Regions from separate parts of the Mus musculus genome. Here regions 1, 3 and 4 are each linked to region 2. Evidence: chromatin contacts called from public promoter capture Hi-C data. All regions are on one chromosome and are shown on one strand. The core of a region is the stretch at or near the end of the contact, and the rest is flanking DNA. Distances in the headings are between cores, read along the strand shown.

Region 1 (2,732 bases), core at 125-2,624, 1.2 Mb before region 2:
CCCACAACACTTATTTACAATCTCAGAGAACAAAATTAACTTTAGCTTGCTACATGTGTACCTGTCAGTCCCCAGAAGACCAGCTACTCAACTGCTATATCGTGTATTCCTTTCTGTTATTTCTATTGTCCTCAATTAGTAAAGTACAAATTTACCAAAGGCTTGCATTGTGTGTAGGTACACCGTGACAGTGATATATAAACACTGTGAAAAACAACAGCAAAATCCATGAGTCTTACACCTGGTCAATACAGTTAGATCAACTGTAAGATATACACGTGCACACACACACACACACAACTTCAAAAGTAGAAGTGTCCACCAAAAATTAATGACCCTCAGTGGGAAAAATAATGCCTACCAAAAAGGTATTGGCAGGGTTGGGGATGTATCACAGTTGGTAGAATGCTTGTCCTAGCACACAGGAAGCCCTCGGTTCAATCCCCAGCCCAACACAAACCAGGCAGGATGGAGCTTACAAGCCAGCACTCGGGAGGAGAAAGCAAAAGCATTGGAAGTCCACAGTCATCCTCAGCCACTCAGAAAGTTCGAGGCCAGCCTTGGGCTACATGAGTTCCTTTAAAAACCAAATCTTCCCACAGCCCCAGAGACACATGCAAATGCCCGGGAGAAACAGTAACAAAATTCAAAACGCCCTCCAAGTCATGAAATTAAATTGTGAGGAAAGTGGTGGGGAAGAAAAAAAAATAATAATAACAAATGTTAGAAACTGTTGGGAGATAAACAAAATTAATAATAATAATTTTTTTTTTTAAAGACAACCCTGAACTACGTAGAAGGAATCTTGCTGGGTGTATCTCACGACCTCTGCACTGTCAAAGGTCGCGGTGGTTATTTCAAAAGATCTCATTTCAAATGGTCTGAGATCTCCATCCAAGAACTTCCTCCTTAGTGCGCCCATTCCAACTCCCTGGCTAGGGACTCGGCGAACTCAGTGGGGAAGCCACTCTCTTCGCTGGGCCAAGCGGGAGGACCTGACTTAGGCGCAGATCCAGGATGGCCCCTGAGTCCCCGGGATTCTGCCCCAGCCGCAGAAGCCCGCGGGCAGAGGGGACCCTGAAGCAGAGGGGGCGGGGCAGGGGCTCAGAGGAGGACAGGTGCCTTTTGCTCCACGCCCCGCCAGCCAGCACCTCGGGGACAGGCAGGATGGCGAACAGGAAGAGAAGGGGCCAGTGGGAATTAAACCTGGGCTCGCACTCACCAGCTGTCCCCGCCCGACGTTGACAGTGGCAGAAGCTCTTCTCCTTCCGCCATTGCTGTTGACGTCCACGTCACTTTGCCGAAAAGTGGACCTGGCACCGAGACTGTCTCAGAGATTCAGTGTCGTAAAAGGAGTTATGAAGTCTGAGACTTGAGACTCACCAGAGCGAAAGAGGGAGGAGGCGAGGAATTGGAAGGATGCAACGTCACCACGTCTCTAGGGCGAAAGGCGGAGCCCGGAGCTTTGCGAGAGGGAGAAGATTATGGAAGACCACAAATCCCAGGATGCCAAGGGCCCGCGAACGGAGTGGGCGGGGCACAAGGCTTGTGGGCGGGGCCGACCCTGGGGAGTGGGAGGGGTTCTCCGGGATGGGGCGGGGCGCCACGCTGCGGGCAGGCGTGGCTCAGAGGAGACTCTGAAAGTGAAGCATCCTGGCTTGGCGTCTTAATGTTTGGGTCTCTGGCTGTCCGGTGTGAGCCAGAATTGAGAATCCCAGCTAGTGGAGAGAGGAGGGCAAGTATGAATTCACACAGAGAAGGTAGGCTGAATAGAAAAAAAGGAAAGGACATACCACATCATTTGTAAAGACCATTCAAAAAAATAAAAAGGCCAGGGACTTAGTAAACCATACAGCACTTGCCCAGCATCCTCAATGATTCAATCACCAGAGCTACAAGAAAAATAAAAATACACGAAGGACTCTGTCAAGCTATCCAGTTAAGAAAATTATACTCTAGTCTTCTATCTTAAATATGTCTTCTAACAGCCAGGAGAATCAACTGTAGTTCTGAAACTGAAATTCCAGTTTAAAAAATCAGTTTAAGAAAGCTGCCGAGGGGGGCTGGTGAGATGGCTCAGTGGGTTAGAGCACCCGACTGCTCTTCCGAAGGTCCAGAGTTCAAATCCCAGCAACCACATGGTGGCTCACAACCATCCGTAACAAGATCTGACTCCTTCTTCTGGAGTGTCTGAAGACAGCTACAGTGTACTTACATATAATAAATAAATAAATCTTAAAAAAAAAAAAAAAAAAAAGAAAGCTGCCGAGATCCTTCCCTTCCTAGCCAAAGTCCCATTTGTCCCTCTAAATGGGCCTCCTTGTTCCGCACCCAGGTTTCATCCACAGTACCAGTATTACCAAAACACTAGCCCCTGGGCTATCTTTGCCTAGTACAGATTCAGGGAGGAGCTGAACAAATATTTTTAAGCCCAGGAACAACGATGCAGTTAACTACATGAAATTTATGGATAAATCTGAAAATGCCATTGTTAGATGAACCAAACAGATTACAAACAAAAGGCATCGTTTATGTTTGATATCAATATATTAGCAATAGATGCATGCACACTGAGAAATGCAGGGGTAATGTGTAGAAAAACTGAAAACAATTAAGTTTTAGATGGGGCAGGAATGACCAGAAATAGCTTTAATTAAGTAAAGTAAGTTTCTGTTCGATTGGTTGGCTGGTTATGTTTTGTTTTGTCTTTTGAGACAGTCTCACTAGTAACC
Region 2 (2,700 bases), core at 62-2,561:
GCATCCCAGTATAGGTGCTTCTCAGCTTATGATAAGAGTCACATTTGATAAACCCACCATCACTTGAGAACACGTTAAGTCAAGGGAACATTTAATACACTCAAGGTAGTAGACATCCTATGCCAGTATCAGTTTGCTGTACAGCATCCGTTGCTTAGCGTTGAGAAGACCCAGCTGCCAGAAATTATGGCTTGTTAAAGGCAGTCATCAGCAGGACAGGGCACAGCAGCAATACTGTGAAAAATCAACCACCATAAACTGAAAGGTAATACAGATGCTCTATAGTTACTTCCTTTGCTATGCAAACTGTTCTATCTTACTAAGTCCCTGTTTGTTAAAGGTACAATACTTTTTTTTTTTTTTTTAGGGAGTCCCTAATTAAAAATATCCCTGATGGTTTCTCTTTATAAATCTACTGTCTAGTTCTGTGGATTCTTCTTTAAAGACTGCTCTTTCTTCTGCCATACTGCCTGCTCAAAAACTCCATCAAATTGCCTATTATTTGAATTTGTACTTGTTTCATTCTGACGTGCATGATGTACTGACATTTCTTCCCCATTCCAAAACCTGCAAATTATCTATAAAGTGGCTCTAATTCCTGGGACTTCTCTGAGCACAATTTTACAGATAGTGGACTTAAATAGTCTCAGCAACACGGGTCTTATTTTATACTTCCTCTCCAAAGTCCTAGAAGCTATCTTTGCAAAAACTGAACACTACATTTGTAATTGTACCCGCAGATGTTGCTGCAATTGACTGCAGTTTTAATTAAGAAAAACATACTCTGCTATTTAAAAACAGTCCCTTAAATACAGCTCCCAGCTGAAATCTTCCAGCATCCAGCCATCCCACCCCTTCCAGTGGCCTGATGTTCGACGGGGGAGGAGCCAGGAGCAAGCAGGCTCTGGGAAGCTGGAGAGCGCGGGATGGGGAAGTCCCGGAAGTCACTGACCAGAGAGTCTCGGCGGGTTCTCTCTGGGCAGTGGTCCCAAAAACTACAGGCTCTTCAGCGGGGCGGGGACCGCTCCCGGCCCCGGCTTGGGGGCGAACCCGGATCGAGGGAGGCGGGTGGGACGCTCCCAGAGGTCCAGGGCGATTGGCAGACGCGGATGAGGGGCGGTGGAGCTTTAGGAGAGGAGCTAACAGGTCGACAGAGCAGACGGCGTGATGATTGGACGGCACGGAAGGAGCTGGACCAGATCTGGCCGCTCATTGGTCTCAGCATGAGGAGGAGGCGTGGCCAGCGCGCGCGGGAGGGAGGGAGGGCGAGAGAGCGGGGCCGGCCCGCCCGAGAGACGGTCGGTCTACGAGCGCGGCGGGAGCGCGTTCCAGCTCGGGCCCCGGTGCTATCCTCCGATCCGCCGCGCTCCGGCCTGGGGTCTCGGGGCGGGAAGCTCGGTGAAGCGGGCGCGGGGAGCAGGGCGGAGGGGACGAGGCGCGCTGCGCTGCCGCCCGGTCCTCACCGGGTGCTGCGGGCCCCGGGCGCGCGGGGCTCCGCGGCGCGCGCACTATGCGGGCGGATTGCCGGCCGCCGCGATGGCGAGCCGGGCGCCGCTGAGAGCCGCGCGCAGCCCCCAGGGTCCCGGAGGCCCGGCCGCGCCCGCCGCCACCGGCCGGGCCGCGCTGCCCAGCGCCGGCTGCTGTCCCCTCCCTCCTGGCCGCAACTCCTCCTCCAGGCCTCGACTGCTCCTTCTGCTGCTCCTACTGCTCCAGGACGCTGGAGGCCAGCAAGGTGAGTGGTGGCCCGCACCGGTCGGCCTCCTGAGGCTCTTGGCTGTTGGAGGAACCTGCCGACGAACCCAGAGATGCAGAGACACCACACTGGCGAGGCTGATGTGGCGGGGACCGGGGCGGGGTGGTGGTGCCGCCCGGTGTCTCAAGTTTGTGTCGCTTTACTTTTCCGCAAAGCCATTCATTTCTGTGAAAGAGGGACGTATGAGACCCTGCCGTGGAGGCCTCCTTGCTGTCTCCTTCTGGACTGATGGACGGAGTCGGGAGCAAATTAAAAAGCATCTTGAGCTTATTAAAGACAGGCAGGGATTGCTGTTCTTAGGGATAGCGCCCAGGTTCTAACGCGAATGAAGCAAATTGCAGTGCTCTCTAGAGCCTTGCTTACGTTTGCAATTCGTTCTTCAGAGCACCTGCCCATTACTGAGGACCGTGGTTTGTAGATTGTCTTGATCAAACACAGAAGTGGCCCAGAGTAGCGGTCCACTACCAAAAGCGCAAACTTTCTCAGAAAGTGACAAAGCTTCTTTTCCTTCTACAATCCCATTCCAGAAGCGGGAACAACTGTTGGTTGATAAATCATCAACAATAGAAAGAGAATACAGGACTGAACTTTTTAGTGTTGCTGCTTTGGGCAGCGTACCACATTCTGTTTGGCTTTATTTCTTCCATGGCTTTTCTTGTTACTAATTGCTAGGGAGAGTTTCTTGAAATACGTTTTCCATTTCTCAGTTCAGCTTCCCACTGTGTGCACTTTTTGTCAGTAAGGAATATCTTCAAGGTCATGGGATTGTCTCTTGGGAAGGTGCAGCCTTGATGGACGTGTGAGAGGTAATCGCTAAGAGAAAAACGTAAACTGTCCTCTTTAATAGTCACATTTAAACTGAGCAACCTAAGGTTTAGAGGTCTAATAGGCAGATTTCAGTCAGCGCTTACTGTTTTAGAGTGTGGAAGCCTCTGAAGTTTTGGCAT
Region 3 (2,700 bases), core at 193-2,692, 1.2 Mb before region 2:
GGTGATCTTGTTCAAAACTTGTAACCACGTTTGACATCTTATGATAAAGGTCGCTACTAGTCTTTGTGAAAGATGAGACAAATACGAAACAATATTAGGGTTCCAAAAGGCATTGCTGGAGGTGGGACATAAGAGGACCACTGCCAGCACGCAGTACTGTGGTGGATCCACAGCTCCTGAAGAATGGGCAGGCTGCCCTGATACTTACAGGCAGAGAAACTATGTTGGCACCTTGCTTTGCTGCCTCCCGCACTAGGCTACAAGCCCGGGTAAGGTTATCTGATTTAATGGAAGAAACTTGAAGCTGTATGAGGGCCAGGCGGAAAGCTGGGGAAAAAAGAAAAAAAAAAAAAAAAAAAAAAGTCATCAGATCTGCCCACTAAGTTCACCCAGGGCCAGGATTCTCAAACAGGATATCAGGCAGTATTTGAACATGGTTTTTGATTGACCCAACTACTGGCAATCTAAAGGGGTATATCGACAACACTGACAAAACCTGGCTTCTGAAGAAGGCCGAAGCTCTCCTTAAAAGTATAAAAACTATGATCGCTCATTCCTTGGCTTATCCTAAATATGATGAGAGAGAAAAAAAAAAAAAAGGCATTTAGCCCCTAACACCTCTTAATTGAACAGTGCCAGAATCTGTATAAAAACAAATGAAACCAAAACCTGGCATTATTTTCAGGTTAACAGACCTTGAGCTGTCACCAGAGTATCACAGAAACTCACTAATATCTCCCCTAACCCTAGGAAGTTAGACTGCCTCTGCTCCTGAGGCAGGAAAGGATAATAAAACTATAGTTTTGTTTCTAGCTTCTTCCAAAAGCCACCCAATATGGACAAGGTCCCGACCCAGGTTAGGGGCCGGTGCAAAAGCGCCCTCTGCAGGCTTACGCAGGAAAACCCCTCCACTGGGGTCCTCCGTGTGCAAGACTTGTTGCTTCCCCTTCTCCGGAAAGCGATTAATGATTTTGAAGATGAACAAGTCGGGGCGGAGGGCACGAAAACACCTCGAGTGACGGGCCTATTACGGGAACAACATTTACATGAATATGCCAGGACAGTGCAACTATAAACTTTTACAGACGAGGAACTGCGGAGTGAGGTGTGATTATCCACCGCTTTGTGAGGCGAGGAAGTCAGAGCCACGAGTTGGACACCACCACCCAACCCGCAAGCTGACCAGCTCCGACAGCACAGGACGCCCCGCGCGGAGGCCTGTGCTCGCACGGCCAGCCGCCCCTGGGCTTCGCCGCGCCGCGGACACCGGTGACAAGAGCCACCGGCATGGCTGACCGGGGGACGCAAGGACCCAGCCGGCTCATCTGCACCGCCGCACGGAGGACCCCGCTCCCGCTGGGAGCTGGACAACCAGACCACGAGCCACTTACTAGACATGGCTCTTCCACGGTGCACCGCAGGCCACAGGGACTCCTGCCAGTCAATCTCCTCCGCAGCGTGCAGAAGGCGGGGCCGAGCCGCGCGCGCAGAAGGGGCGTGGTCAAGGGCTGGGTCGAGGGGCGGAGCCTCGATGAGCTTTGAGGATTTTACTGTTTTGTTTTGTGCTGTGCTGTAATGTAGGTGAGTAAGCCTCCGACTTTGTGCACATTCAGTACCAGTCTACATTCTTGCCTGGGCACCGTACTAAAAATGGCTCACCCTTTGCGGTTGCATACACCAAGAAGTGATAATTACAAATTCTTTATATAGGGCCTTCAAAAGCAAAGTCAAAAAAGAGAAGCCTACGTTATGGTAGTGTGCCATAAATGGTCTGGGGTAGAAAGGTCCTACTTGTGGCACAAAGGACATAAATTTCAGGTTAGATCATGGCAGTGGCCAGGGTAACGATGCTCCATGCTGACTGGCTTGAGGAAGTGCACCTGGTTGTTTTAGGCTAGCAGGACTTCAGAACCTTGCTCCTAACTGGGCTGGGGAAAGAGATAGAGTTGGTGCTAAGCAGTATTCTACGATTTGACCTTTGTATTTATTATTTAATTTTTATTCATTATCATTTATGTAAATATTTATTTTTGTTTTGAGCTTTTCCGGTTTTCAGACAGGGTCTCTTGTAGCCTAGGCTGCACTTTAACTTGCTATGTAGCTAAGGCTCACCTTGACGTCTAATCCTCCTGCTCCCACTCCTGAGTGCAGGGATTGAGTCCTGTAGCAACACACCCAGCTAGTGACATTGCTTTCTAAGCTTTGCAGTGCTTGCAAGTTAAAGTCTATACCTTGTCACATTTGCAGAGCACGGAGCCAAGGGGATTAGAGAGCTTGACAAGAGGAAAGAAAGCCTGCAGATCAGATCCCCAAAAGAAATTTTAGTCAGCTGTCTTCAGTGGGGCTGAGCTTTTCACAAACTTTGGGAGAGACAGAGAGAGCCAAACAGAGAGACAGAGAGAGGGAGAGAGAGAGAACCATAAACAGCAGTTTGAAAAGGACAAAGCAGGGCTGGAGAGATGGCTCCGTGGTTAAGAGCACTTGGTGCTCTTGCAAAGGACCTGGGTTTGGATCTAAGCACCTACATCGTCCTGAGGGGATCACAGAATTGTTTCTTCCAAGAACCTGAGAACACTGGGGAAGCGGGGTGAACAAAGAATGTATGCGCTGGAGGAAGGTGTGGGGATGGGTTGCAGTATGGCCTTATGTCTTCCAGGGTTAACATATTTACCCCATCTTCATCTTGCATTAGAAACTGCA
Region 4 (2,700 bases), core at 152-2,651, 1.7 Mb before region 2:
CCCCTGCACTAGGATACCTCAGCCTCAGGCACCTGTTGCTTAACCTGAGAAGAGGCCCTCTTTCAGAAGCTTCTAAAACGCCCACCCTCTAAACAAGTTTCTTTTTCCCTTCTTTCTTTTCTTGTCCCCGCCTCCCCAAGACAGGATTTCTCTGGGTAGCCTTGGCTGTTCTGTAGACCAGGCTGGCCCCGAACTCAGAAATCCACCTGCCTCTGACTCCTGAGTGCACCACCACCAACTGGCTCCTTTTTCTTCTCTATTTTTTCTTTCTCTCTTTTCTTTTCTTTCTTTAAAGAACCTTGATTATTCTAAAACTGTAAGTGGGTCTCAAAATCTGTATGACACGCAGTGTATATGGCAAGAATGTAACCATTTTCACTGGTAGCTATGTGAGCTCAAGTTCTTCTCTGCGGCGTACTTTCTGCACATGCGAAGGGAGCCTAACAAGCTACTTTGGTAGAATCTTTGAGATTACCTATCTACAATTCTCCCTACCGTGCCCAGAGACGGCAACTTAACAAAAGTTGGCAACTGTAATCAGTAAAACTGGGTAGGGCCCCAAGAGGACACTAAGCACGGGAGTGTACGACCGAATGGGGCTCCTTTCTGTGTCCTCAATCTACCGATTAACTCCAGGTCTACGCTCCAACGTCCAAGCCACTCCCGGGGATCAGGCACAAACGCTTTGGGCTTTCTCAAGCCCCCTTTCTATGTCTTCCATGATTCACCCTCCACCTTCCAAGTTGCTCTAGAGGGTGAAGCACCGAGCAAACGCCCCAGGCTTCTTCGATCCCTGGTTCTCGACCTCCGTAAGAGGTACCCCCAGGCTCCCCTCTACTCTCTGGGGCCGGAGGGAACAGGACTTGGGGTATCAGCGGGGCCAAACGCCCTCCAGGTCAGGCCGGGCCGGGCGCCCTCTCCTCCCCCTCCCTCCCTCCCTCCCAGCCGCCCCTCCCCCATGCCGGGCCGCTCGTCCGCCTCACCCGGGCCCTGCGCCCTCCCTCCCAGCCCCTTCCCACGGTCCCCAGCCCCACCCTCCCACCCGGCGCTGGGAGGTTCCAGAAGCCCTGCGGCCCTCCCGGTTCCCCCGACCTCCTCCTTGAGTCGCCACGCGCGCCTCACTCCGGCGGACATACCCCGCTTGCCGAGGCCGTCCACCTCAGCTGACCCGGCCGCTGCGGGCTCACTCGGTGTCGCAGAGGAGGCTTCCAAACCCCGTCCGCTCCGCCGCCGTCCGCCGAGCCTCGCCGAGCTGCAGGCTGCGCAGAGCTGGCCAATCGCACGCACCCGACGAGCCTAGCGACAGCCACGGTCCCGTACGTGGCAGGTGGGAAGCGCAGGGGCGGGAGCGAAGGGGAGAAAAAAAAAAACTGCCCTGGCGCCCCGCCTCCAGGCGCACAAGCCAGTCAGGACGCATGCGCAGTGGGTGAGGGGCGGGGCGGGCGAAGACCCCGCTGCGTCGGGTGAGCGGCCCGGCTTCCTCACTGGATGACCGAGTGTAGGAAGTGCGAGCCGAGGCGGACACGCATGCGCAGGGAATTACCAGCACTTCCGGTTTTCCGGGCAGCCAGTCTTTCCTAAGTCTGGCTGCTGGGTGGGCGGGGCGTAGTCTGCAGGGCTGGGTTTGCTACGAGAGCCTGGGGGAAGTGGGGCATCTGTCCAGAAAGGTTTGGGTCTTGTTGCTTTGTGGCTGTCGTGACTACGCGCTAGTCTGTCACATCTCGGAAAAAACGAACCCCTTTTCCGCCTTCTTTCTACACGTTCATTCATTCATTCATTCAGGATTGAGTGCCTACGCTTTGCCGAAAGAGTGCTAGGATGAGTCAGTTCCCCAGCTAAGCTCTACCCAAACATTTAGGAAGATCCGAGTTTAGAGGGCACACCCACCGGTGCAAAAGACAAACTTGGATAGTAAAAACCGAGGCTTCAAGAAGGCTTTTATAGGATAGAGATTTGACCATACCCTACACTCGCCTAAATTCAGTTTTCTTTTTGCTTTGGATGTGTTTAAATGGATGGAACTTGAGAATTATCATCCTGAGTGAGGTGACTCAGTCACAAAGGAGCAAACACGGCTTGGACTCACCCTTGAAAAGACTGCTTACACATTGGTCCCTGACTAGTGTCTGAGCAACTAGAATTCAACAATGCTTCCACTGTTCTTTATTAAGAGCCATCCCTTGTGTCTAAAGTGTTTGAATAAATGTATTTTACGCTGAACACATTTCAATCTGCTTGCAATCTGGGTGCCAGGAATCTTAGTACACAGCAACCAGTGGGTCCCGTAATCTCCTTTAACAAGAAGAAGAAGAAAAATAAATAAATAAAGCAAAGTGGAGTGGTATAATCTAACACTACAATCTAAGTCTTACAAGTAACTTCTGGCAGACTATTCACATGGTTTAGGGACTTGTTGCTGGAAGAAATTAAGTGTGTCCAGGAAGAAAGCTTAGATGTGTGCTCTGGTCTCATACAGACTTCTTTCTTTATAATTTGTTCTTTTGCTATGTTCCTTTATGTTCTTTTCTATAATACCGTATGTCCTAGACATGGATACAGTTCCCTATAGTATCTGTGCAAAAACCATACAATGCCTATAGATGTAATTTGAGCATACTTTTTATTAAAAAAATCTACATCTAGAAACACAGAGATCTCATTACCAGAATAATCTGGAAAGAAGAGGTTGTAGATTTTGTA

What was found. Promoter capture Hi-C pulls out the DNA fragments that hold promoters and counts their contacts. Capture Hi-C pulls out chosen DNA fragments and counts their contacts.
Region 1: a promoter capture Hi-C map of liver shows a contact between it and region 2, with 8 times the contacts expected there. The contact joins the promoter of Tbc1d23 here to the promoter of 4930461C15Rik in region 2. A contact is called at or near these places in 7 of 39 promoter capture datasets (the 3T3-L1 cell line, cranial neural crest, frontonasal cranial neural crest and 3 more), 3 of 484 Hi-C or Micro-C datasets (Sertoli cells, muscle stem cells and nephron progenitors), 4 of 115 datasets of contacts at active chromatin or transcription factors (astrocytes, embryonic stem cells and stem cell-derived neural progenitor cells) and 2 of 9 other capture datasets (embryonic stem cells and liver).
Region 3: a contact with region 2 is called in a promoter capture Hi-C map of adipose tissue, with 4 times the contacts expected there. The contact joins the promoter of Nit2 here to the promoter of 4930461C15Rik in region 2. A contact is called at or near these places in 5 of 39 promoter capture datasets (the 3T3-L1 cell line, cranial neural crest, hippocampal neurons and 2 more), 2 of 484 Hi-C or Micro-C datasets (muscle stem cells and uterus), 1 of 115 datasets of contacts at active chromatin or transcription factors (astrocytes) and 1 of 9 other capture datasets (adipose tissue).
Region 4: a contact with region 2 is called in a promoter capture Hi-C map of liver, with 7 times the contacts expected there. The contact joins the promoter of Tfg here to the promoter of 4930461C15Rik in region 2. A contact is called at or near these places in 4 of 39 promoter capture datasets (the 3T3-L1 cell line, hippocampal neurons, liver and 1 more), 1 of 484 Hi-C or Micro-C datasets (muscle stem cells), 2 of 115 datasets of contacts at active chromatin or transcription factors (astrocytes and microglia) and 2 of 9 other capture datasets (adipose tissue and liver).

The regions. Positions count from the first base shown.
Region 1 is chr16:57,230,092-57,232,823 of GRCm38.p6, forward strand. Tbc1d23 (TBC1 domain family, member 23) reads right to left here and starts at 1,375. Exons shown (of 19, transcript NM_001358433.1): 1 at 1,223-1,375. The coding sequence starts at 1,275.
Region 2 is chr16:58,407,220-58,409,919 of GRCm38.p6, forward strand. 4930461C15Rik (a long non-coding RNA gene) reads right to left here and starts at 1,312. Exons shown (of 4, transcript XR_384912.2): 1 at 953-1,312. Dcbld2 (discoidin, CUB and LCCL domain containing 2) reads left to right here and starts at 1,316. Exons shown (of 16, transcript NM_028523.3): 1 at 1,316-1,732. The coding sequence starts at 1,537.
Region 3 is chr16:57,165,890-57,168,589 of GRCm38.p6, forward strand. Nit2 (nitrilase family, member 2) reads right to left here and starts at 1,443. Exons shown (of 10, transcript NM_023175.1): 1 at 1,392-1,443; 2 at 209-327. The coding sequence starts at 1,398. It overlaps Gm16892 (a long non-coding RNA gene), which reads left to right and starts at 1,480. Exons shown (of 2, transcript XR_003951893.1): 1 at 1,480-1,581.
Region 4 is chr16:56,716,049-56,718,748 of GRCm38.p6, forward strand. It overlaps Tfg (Trk-fused gene), which reads right to left and starts at 1,402. Exons shown (of 8, transcript NM_019678.3): 1 at 1,137-1,402.